Regions from separate parts of the Mus musculus genome. Here region 2 is linked to region 1. A link is a contact called in public promoter capture Hi-C data. All regions are on one chromosome and are shown on one strand. The core of a region is the stretch at or near the end of the contact, and the rest is flanking DNA. Distances in the headings are between cores, read along the strand shown. Region 1 holds the start of Dip2a (disco interacting protein 2 homolog A). Region 2 holds the start of 1700094J05Rik (RIKEN cDNA 1700094J05 gene).

Evidence for each region. Promoter capture Hi-C pulls out the DNA fragments that hold promoters and counts their contacts.
Region 2: a contact with region 1 is called in a promoter capture Hi-C map of stem cell-derived epiblast-like cells, with 4 times the contacts expected there. The contact joins the promoter of 1700094J05Rik here to the promoter of Dip2a in region 1. A contact is called at or near these places in 13 of 39 promoter capture datasets (the 3T3-L1 cell line, 3T3-L1-derived adipocytes, the HPC-7 cell line and 10 more), 6 of 484 Hi-C or Micro-C datasets (the G1E-ER4 cell line, embryonic stem cells, extraembryonic endoderm stem cells and 2 more), 10 of 115 datasets of contacts at active chromatin or transcription factors (the 230-238 cell line, the HPC-7 cell line, embryonic fibroblasts and 3 more) and 2 of 9 other capture datasets (adipose tissue and pancreatic islet).

Annotation. Positions count from the first base shown.
Region 1 is chr10:76,341,521-76,346,599 of GRCm38.p6, forward strand. Dip2a (disco interacting protein 2 homolog A) reads right to left here and starts at 3,771. Exons shown (of 38, transcript NM_001081419.2): 1 at 3,587-3,771. The coding sequence starts at 3,677. It overlaps Gm40699 (a long non-coding RNA gene), which reads left to right and starts at 3,775. Exons shown (of 2, transcript XR_871838.2): 1 at 3,775-4,054.
Region 2 is chr10:76,385,483-76,390,840 of GRCm38.p6, forward strand. 1700094J05Rik (RIKEN cDNA 1700094J05 gene) reads left to right here and starts at 3,533. Exons shown (of 5, transcript NR_040580.1): 1 at 3,533-3,624; 2 at 3,904-4,078. It overlaps Pcnt (pericentrin (kendrin)), which reads right to left. Exons shown (of 42, transcript NM_008787.3): 25 at 3,370-4,050; 26 at 1,945-2,047; 27 at 222-388.

The sequences.
Region 1 (5,079 bases), core at 2,521-5,020:
CTGACATGTCGTCTTTGCTGCTATTGCTGCTGCTTTTGGTTCATTTCAACATGTTCAAGTTTCAGGGCTATTAAGATGGCTCACCAAGGGAAAGCGCTGATCAACCAAACTTGATGATCTGAATTCAACCCCCGAAACCCACGGTGGAATGAGAGAACGGTTCCCAAACATCGTCCTCTGACCTCTAAACACAGACTGTGGTACGTGTACATTCATACCCCGCCCCCAACACACACATACAATATTCACAAACATACATATACACACACACACCTACTCTGAGAACCTACTCTGAGAGTCAGCCCTTATCAACATGGTAGATGATAAATACCATGATAATGTTGGGGAATGAGACCATGTTTTATGAACAAAACCAGAAAGGTGCTTCTTCTGTCTAGTCACTGATGACGGACAGCTGAGGGGAGAGCCACAGGATTTTCCAGATTGTCCAGGTAACACCAACTCTCCCCTGCTTGTGTGCAGCTGAGGGAGGAACACTACTTTCTAGACTGCCCAGGTACTATCTCCTTCAGCACTGTTTCCCACGAAGGCAGCCGCTTACCTGTATTGAGTTCTTCCCGTACCTTCCAATGACAAACCCAGGTTGTAAGGAATTCTTCACTTAGAAAAATGTGTGTATTATTAAACTGACATTATTCTAAACCAGCAGTTTTTCTCTCTGCCTTGAATAAGGGGGGGGGGGGGTGGTGGTGGAGAAAGTCCCAGGAAAGAGAGAATCCCATAGTGGCCCATGCCTACAAGCCCAGCATTTGAGAGGCAGAGGCAGCCAGATCTCTGTCTGGTCTACAGAGTGAGTTCCAGAACACCCGGAGCTACCCAGAGAAACCCTGTCATCTCAAAAGAAAAGAAAGAAAAGAAAGAGGGCTGGAGAGACTGTTCAGTGGATAAGAGCACCGACTGCTCTTCCGAAGGTCCTGAGTTCAAATCCCAGCAACCACATGGTGGCTCACAACCACCCGTAATGAGATCTGATGCCCTCTTCTGGTGTGTCTGAAGACAGCTACAGTGTACTTATGAATAATAGTAAATAAATCTTTGGGCCGGAGCAAGCAGGGACTGAGGGAGCAGGGTTGACCGGAGTGAGCAGAGGTCCTAAATACAATTCCACACAATCACACGAAGGCTCACAACCATCTGTACAGCTACAGTGTACTCATACACATAAAAATAAATAAATCTTTAAAAAGAAAGAAAGAAAAGGTCATGATCAAGCTATTCTGTACGCCAAAAAAAAAAAATTAAAGTTAAAAGATACTGAAAGGGCTGGAGAGATGGCTTAGTGGTTAAGAGCACTGACTGCTCTTCCAAAGGTCCTGAGTTCAAATCCCAGCAACCACATGATGGCTCACAACCATCCATAACGAGATCTGACTCTTCTCGAGTGTCTGAAGACAGCTACAGTGTACTTACATATAATGAATAAAAAAAAGATACTGAAATACTCGTTTTAGGACTATGACACAACATATATATATAACACATTCCTTTCGTTCATAAATAAAACACCTTGACTGTTTCAAACCACTTACACACACTGAGCAAACCTTTACAAAGACCTTGAAATGTCAGTAAAACGTTCACCTCCTTTTATGGCTGGCCAAGCCCAAGTTCAGACATGTTATAAATCAGTGGCTTGCCAGGTGACACTTACGAGATGCCAGCCTCTATGTGAGTTCTCCAAAGGTCTGCCTGAAACACAGTCTGTATCACTAGGCATCTCCGAGCCCAACAGGGACAGCTACACATCACAATAATCCCAAGCTCTAGGGTCCAGTGTTAAGGTGTGAAAGTTCTCTGAGAGCAGGGCCAAGGGCAACTCTGCCAATGTAATCATTTAACCTATGTGGCAAAATGAAATGTGCCAGTCTAGCAGAGGGCAAGAAACTATGGTTACTGACTCTGACTCTGGGGTTGCCAGCGCACTCTGCAGTCTCCTGCTATTAACTCTGAACTGTCTGCCCCCTTCCTCCACGTAAGCTGTTTTTTCAGATCCTCACCATGGCACACACCTTATACCCTTTCCTTACATAAACCCCATGTATGTCTAAAACAGTATCAGTATAAGTAGATTTGATTAACTTAAGAGCTACTTCTATCGCTGACATACTTCAGTCCTGCCACAAGTTATGAAGTTTTTGCTTTGAGGAAATAATTTAATTAACTGTAAACTCGTAGCGAGCATTAAAAGCTATATAACCCTACGGAACTGAAATAACCGATATTCTGGAGCCGTAATGAGGAGCAATCTGCAACAACATATTTGATATGCAAAAGCCAAACTACAACTATGCGATTTCCCCTGGGGAGTCATATCAAATCCAGTACAATAGACCTTTTTTCTCAGAATCATTCCCAACCACGCCTCCAAAGAGAATCAAGGATTTTCAAAACGGAGCTGGAGAGATGGCTCAGTGGTTAAGCGCACTGGCCGTTCTTCCAGAAGACCTGGGTTCAAGTCACAGCACCAACATGAATCTAGGACCCAATTCTGGCCTCCAGGGAACACCAGGCACGCATAAGATATACAGACAAACATGCAGGGGAAATGCATATATTTAAAAAGAAAAAGAGAATTCTCAAAAACTCACTAAACCTACCACAGCAAAGCTTAACAATCTAAATGGGGTGGGGTGGGGGGGTGATGGATTCTAACAAGTTCTAATTGCATTTAAGTCTCAAAAGCAGAGTTAACAAGCACAGATGCTTTTCCACCAGGGTTGGAGGTCAGTTTATGGAGAACAGAACTCTTTTCCCAGGCGTCCAAATTGAGGGCGCCACTCCCATCTCTGGAGTTCTATTATTTCCCTAGTCTGTTTCTAACAACCACTTATTTGACTTTTTAACTTTTTAAAAATCCTCACCTAGAGAGGGCTGTCGGGTTGGCCCGGCGAGCACTTGCCCTCTAATCTGACAACCTGAGTTCATTCCCAGAACTCACAAGGTGGAAGGAGAGCACCAGCTCCCAGCTCCGTGCAAGCTGACCTCTGACCTCCCCACGCAGGCACCGTGACCCTTGCCTGTCCCCCACCTCCTCCCCCAGTGTAATTGTATCAAAATTCCGTAAAGGAATAAACCTTTTAAGTGTTAAACACGTTTTACATGTTTATAGGTTAATGCACTTCAGCCTCATAATCCACAAGGCGCAAGTGTACTTTTGCTTCGTTTTCTAGATGAGGAAACTGAGGCTCACGAGGCAGTCTGAGGTTCCAGGGGTGGGGCTCGGCTTCTGCATCCCGGGCTTCCTGCTGGCCGACAGGCTGCAGGGCACACGCTGGAAGCCCGGACCTGGACCGTGGCCTTGACGGTCGGGCAGCAAGAGTGCGCCTAGGCCCACCTCCCAAGCCAGTCCCTCCCGGTGTCCTTCGGAGGCCGGGCACCCGCCAGTCTGCAGAAGCTGGCGGGCTCTCCGGCGAGCGGCCCAGACAGGGATGCCGAGGAGAGGCCGGCGGGGATCCCGTATGAGGGTACCCGCAGGTTCCGGGGGTGACGCTCCCGGAGGTCCCTGGGCGGGGTCTCGGGCGAGGGTCCCTGGCGGGGTGGGGGGTGGGGGGAACCCGCGGCTCACCTTCGGACAGCTCCAGCTCCAGCTCCGCCAGGCTCTCGAGCACCTCGGCGGGCAGCGGCGCCGCCTCCAGAGGGCATCCGCGGTCGGCCATGGCCGGTGGCTCAGGCGTTCCCCCAACCGGGGCCTGCAGACCCGCAGCGGCCGCCCGCAGCCGGCAGCGGGCGGGGCGCGGCCGGGGCTGCTTCGCAGGGGCGCGGGCACGGGCGCGAGCGCGGCTGGCTCCGGCTCCGGGAGCGCGCTGGGGACGCGCGTGCGCGGCTGAGGGGCGGGGCAACGCTTGCGCGGGTACGCCGGGCCGGCCCCGCCCAGCAACTTTAAAGGCTCGGTTCCATTGGCCAATAAGACACGCCGGAGCAGCCCGGAGCTTTACTCCGCTTCGGGGTGCGAGAGGAGCGGCGGGCGGGAGAGCTGGACAGAGGCGCCTCGGGAGACGTGCGACCCCACCGAACGGACTTCAATGTCGCCCAGGTGACCCTCCTCCGGGATCCCCACCTTCTTCTTCCTCAGGAGCCCTGCTGGCACGCTTAATTCTGTCCGCGTTCCTGCTATGGTATCAGCTAACTCTGGCGGGTTTTCTGCCGCCCTTAAAGTGTGTTTGCTTATTCCCTTTCACAATAACCCTGGAAGCACTCTGACATTGACCAAGAAGGAGCTCTGGCAGTGTCTCAGTCCTTGAGATGTCCTTGGGGCATGGAAGCATAGATCTGACATGTTGGAAACCTTAGTGGGATTTTTGAAGGAGCTATTCTCAGAGTGGCGGTATATATACACATATACGTATAAACATGTATATACATACATACATACATACTTACATACATATATATACACACACACACACGCACACACACACAATTTTATTTCTACTACTCATTAGCCACCCTCTTGCCACTGTCTACATATATTAAAAATCCCAGGTAGGCAACAAAAAAGACCATTTTGGAGGCTTTCAGTGAGCCTAATATTACATCCACAAGGAACAGCATAGGAAGGTGTCCCCAACTGATTTTAAAACATCTGATTTGAGCTGACTAATCTGGTTATACAGGCAGGAGGTGTGGTATGCAAACGAGGGACTATTTATTTCCGCAGGTCACAGGTTTATATAGGAAGCAGTCACAAGCTTTGCATGAAAGCTGGTCAACACTTCTCACGTTTCTCTGATCAATGGTTTCTTCTAAGGAAGTGTTCCCTGTCCTCTTGAATGAATAATAGCTGCCGAAAGTTTACTGGTCGAGAAAAAAAAAAGCATCTGGGCTTCGCCTTTCGAGGCGGGTGCACTGTCTGGAGTGGGTGTGGCCAGAGCAAGGTTTCCTGGACCAGGTCTCCTGGATTCAATTGTAGTAGATTAGCTTGCTGCTGGAGTATTTTCACATTGACTGTAAAGTACGGAAAACAGCCAGACTTGAAGGCATTCCAGCAGGTTGCTGGGGAAGGAGCTGCTTAGCTGACAGTCCCTCACTCTAGGCTGCCAGGAATCAGGAAGGGAATGA
Region 2 (5,358 bases), core at 2,283-4,782, 44 kb after region 1:
CTCCCCAGCTTGGTTTTTGGTCATGGGTTTTCACTACAGCAAAAGTAGTAGGCCCACCACCTGGGGGACTGGCATAGGACCAAAGAGGAGGACCTTCAGTGGGACTCCTATACTGTGATGGCCCAGGATGAGTGTAGCCCACCAATGGGCTAAGGCTGACCATCGGAAGGGACAGGTTTTTCTGTGTCACTGGGGCTGCCAATTCTCTGGGACATTAGTACCTTCATTTGCTTTGCATGGATCTCCTTCTCCTTCATTGCTCCTGGTGACTGGACAAACCTTCTAGAGAAAGGAACAGCAGCAGCAGCAGCAGCGACTAGGTCAGTGGTGGGAGTCTCAGACCCTTCTGAGCCCAGGGTCAACATCATAGCAATGTCTGGGCCATCACCTAGAAGCACACGGGGTCCGGGGTTGAAGCCACAGCATCTGTTTCCAACTACAGTGACAGCAACTCATGGCACATAAAGCACCGATTAGCACCAGGTAAAGGTGTCACCAATTTCCATAAAACACAAGTCAGAGGGAAATGAGCAAGAAAGGGAAAGCTTACTTTGCATGTCTGGCGTGTTGTCTGCTCAGGGTTATCTCAGCTCCTTACACGGCTGTACCCGCTCACCCCCACTGGCAACCACACCCCAGAAAGCACTGAGGGGCTGCCAGACAGTACCTAAGGCCTAGGTGCTTCTCACCCAGCACAGGGGTCAAGAATGCTGCGGACAGACAGGACACCAAGCCTAGACACGGGGTAGGAGCAGCTGGGTGGACAGCGGTGTCCACTCTGGATGTGCCTGGCTTGACCTGAGGTGGGATAGGGACGAGACTGTGCACAGTCCAGAACCTGTGGCACCAGACATCTAATGGGCAGGGGCTTTACAAGGCCTTGGGAGCATAAAAGCTGGATCTTCAGGCCTGTTGCCTGCAATAGCCTAAGAAAGCCTACAGGAACGTGCTGGCCAGTGCGGTACAGTGAGGGTCTGGTGCCCAGGGACTCAGCCTATAGAGGCAGCAGCCCCAGACCCACAGCGAGCAGAAGCATCAGGCCATCTCTCCCTTGATTGTGCTCAGTCTACATTCTCAGACATACAGTGAAAGGATTCACACCTTTCATAATGCTGGGGAGAAAGAAAGTGCAGCAAATGGAAGGAAATCCTAGAACTCATACGTACAGAGGAAGCCCAGACCCTCATTCTCAAGCATGAGGTGGGGAAGCAAGAGATGACACTCAGGAACTCACAGCCTTAACATGCTAACTCTTAGAAATGCGCCTGCCTCTCTTGCCTCCAAATTCTGCAATTTTTTTTTAACCTACTTAGTTGTTTATATAGGCACTGGTGTTTTGCCTGCATGTCTGTCAGTCTAAGGGTGTCAGATCTTGGAATTACAGACAGCCAAGGAGTACCATGTGGATGCTGGGAAGTGAACCCCTGTCCTTTGGAAGAAAGGTCAGTGCCCTATCCACCGAATAACTCTCCAGCCAATAGATGCTATTTTAACAGCAAATGTGATATGACAATAAGTCCTACACAGGTGTCCCCACTGAGTCCAACACAGGCCACTCAACTTTCCCCGCCATCCGCTCCATCTGAGTGTGAAGGGAAGGAACGTTCACTGCACGTTTACTTTTCTTTCCAAACGCTTGAAAAAGGTGCTAAGCAATGAGCTGAGACCTGGACCCCACCCCCCACCCCCAACACACGAAGACATTCTTAGGAGGCAAACAGAAGCACGTTGGCAACTTGTACTCAGGGAACAAGGTGACAGTGCATTTGGACAGCAGAGGACCTGGTGGAACCTTTGTAGTATCCTGAACTCTAAAAGTACACACACACACAATAATATATATATATATATATATATATATATATATATATATATATATATATATATATATACATGTATGTATGTATGTATGTATGTATATGTATATATAAAAGACAGACTCACTTTTCCTGCTCCCATCGCTTCTTCTCGCTAACTCATGAGAAGGGGATGTTAACAATTCTTGAGAATCAAAAGATGTTACGATAAAGTCTTCGACGTCCTTCTCCTATTGGACAGGCAGATTTTTGTAAGGTCACAAAAACAGTAAGTAACAACAGATGGTAACTTCCTAAGGTCAGAATATATTGTGCTGCACACCCGTGCTGCCGACAGCTCAGTCAGCACTGGGGATAGTCTAAGGGACAGAGAAATGCCCAGTGAGTACAGGCAGCTGCAGCCACGCTTGACAACCTGGGTGTAAACTATGGGACCCCCAGGATAGAAGGCGGCCATTGCTCACAAGGCGTTCTCTGACGTCCACGTGCTGTAACCAAACACACATGCACACAAAATGAAATGTAATTTTAAAAACTGTTTTAAAATAATCTTTATAAAACAGCCACTAGCAATATATCTCAAAAACTTTTAAATTTGTGCATAGATGATAATGTATGGGTATCTTAGATAACATGTATACCCCAAAGTACCCTCATATAAAAAATACTTCAAAACAGAAAAATGCCAGGGCTGGAGAGATGGCTCAGCAGTTAAGAGCACCAACTGCTCTATCACAGGTCCCGAGTTCAATTCCCAGCAACCACATGGTGGCTCACAACCATCTGTAATGGGATCCGATGTCCTCTTCTGGTGTGTCTGAAGACAGCTACAGTGTACTCACATACATGAAATAAGTTTTAAAAACCTTAAAAAAGAAAATTGCAATTAAACTAAAAAATAATAAATTGAAGTGTTCTTAAAATTAATCAGTACCACATGTACACTCACAGACAATTACTATAATAAATCTAGGGCTGTGGCTGTGCCTTAGTCAGCAGAGTGTGAGTCCCCACCCAGCTTCCCCACATAAAATCCCAGGTGGATGCTATGTCGCTACAATCCCAGCACTTGGAAGGTGGAGACAGGAAGATTCACGGGGCTTGCTGACCAGCCGGTCTGGGCCAAGGAGGAAGCTGTGTTTCAGTGAAAGCCTCTGTCTCAAAATAAGATAGAAAGCAACAGAGGAACAAGAAACATTGACCTCTGACCTCCACATACACATACAAAATCTAAAACAACTCAGACAATGAGGCCTTTTGTAAATTACATAAGACTTATGACCGTGCTACTCAGAACTAACATCCATTAAGACCCACAACTTAAGGTTCTGAGGACTGCAATTATCCCTCATGTTTCAGAGGTGACTAAAACCATCTAAGGGTCCCTACAACAGTCAGCTGGAGGGCTGATTTCTTCTGGAAAGCCAGGCTCCTCAGCGACTCTGAGGCACATACTGTCAGATGAGCCAACAATAGCCTTGCTGTGATGCACCCTGCGAAAACACTGGCCCCCCACAAATGTCTGCAGCAGGGAGTAAGGGGAGACACCTACCGTGGCTGTCCTCTCCGCATGGTGCTTCCCAGCCGAGGGGGCCACTGCCCACAGTGGGGCCTGGCCTGATGCAGACTTGCCCGGGTAACAAAGCAGCCCCGACACGTCTGCCTGCAGCAGCGGGTCTGTCCAGTCTGGTGAGATGTCCACACTGTGCAGGCTCACTGTGCCCACGCCCGGGGTCAGGGGCAGGCTGTGCTGAGGCTCCAAGGATGGGTCCTTCCGGACAACTTCAGGGGAGCTCCAGGACGACAGGTCCAGTGCCCTCACGGGGTCCTGCTGGGGCTCAGCCGCCTCCTCTGGGAGGAGGGAGCCGCTGTGCCCACTGGCTTGGGAAGAGAAAGGTCCACCTTGGGATGTTAACTTTTCTTGAGTGGGGAAATCTGGCATTTCAACTTGGACCAACAAATCCTGATTTTTAATAATATCAATTACATCCCATGTGGTTTTGGCAATATTAAGTACATCATCGGGAGGCGATGGCTTACTTTCTTCACCGTTACAACAATGATTACGTGGCCCATTTTCCGACAGGTTTGGCTGCTGTAATTTACAAGTTTCCGAGTTGGTGTCCCTGGAGGCCACGGAATGCACGCGGTGGTCCAGTTCCTCCTGAAGTTGTCTCACCTGGGCCATGAGATTGGCCTTGCCCAGGGGACAGTCTTCCAGTTCTTCCTTAGCCTGTGTGAGAGAACATGGAAATGAACAGGTGAAGTACAAGCTGATATTTCCCTAGTGTTGCTGAACTATTTTCAGAAAAAGAGCCCCTATAACAAACCTTCAAGAGACATAAAATGTCAACTTTATTTAATGGCATAGAAAACAGAACTAAAGCTTGAAAGTTGGGTTTTTTTGTTTTGTTTTTCATGGTTTCTGGGTTTGTTGTTGTTTTGTTTTTTGTTTTTGTTTTTGTTTTTGTTTTTTTTACCTAAAAGACAAAGATCATCATTAAGGGTTGTGAGGACTTACTCAAGATTTGGGGGTTTTGCTTTGTTTTGTTTTGAGGGAAAAAGAAACTAGAAAGTTCTATATGCACACACTGAGAGACAGACAGCTGTAACTGCTATGGGAATGCAGAGCTTCCTTGTTGGCAGGCACCTGGCACTGTCTGTGGCGCCACAGGCAGAGTCTTCTTACAGTCACACAGACGGAGCCACCATAAGATCACGGGGGAGTGGGCTGTAGGCCGCTCGTGAGAGACTTCCCAGAGCATACTCCCTGAGGTGTCCGATGGGCTGGAGATGGAGACAAGCATCCCTCAGATCACGGCACAGGTCCAGGTCCTGCTCTTGGCCTAGGTCCAGTCAAGGTTAGTGTAACTCTGACCCTTTCCTGCTCTCAGACACAGGCAGGGGTGGAGCCTGAGTTTGGGGCCTCCACCTCCCAGCAACACTAAGGGCACGGGCGCCATCACAGCCGTAATGGTTCCAAATGCCATGCGTGCACTGAGACCAACCAGCTTTAGGAGTCTTTTGAATCTTCTGAGTGGCTAAGGAGTCATGGGCTTGCTTTGTAAGCATCAGTGAGCAGGCCATGGGGCCTCACTCACCAGCAGGACTCTGTTCTCACAGAGGAACTTATGACTGACACACGTAACACACACCCAGGGCGGGGAGCAGATTTGCAGCAAGGGCTGCTGGATACAAGGGGCCTGGCAAGCCCTGCCACATGCTTCCTCATTAAATCCTGACCCTAAACAAGCCAAGATTCCCAAGGGACCCTTCTCTCCCAGAGTAAAAATTGACCCTTTCTTAGATTAAAAGATATAAGAAAGAGAGAAAGAAAGAAAGAAAGAAAGAAAGAAAGAAAGAAAAAAGGAGGGAGAGAGAGAGGGAGAGAAGGAAGGAAGGAAAGAGAGAAGAAAAAACAAGGCTCAAAAAATAAAAGAGTTCCAGTCTGGCAGTGGTGGCCCACGCCTTTAATCCTAGCACTGGGGAGGCAGAGGCAGGGGGATTTCTGAGTTCAAGGCCAGCCTGCTCTATAGAGTGA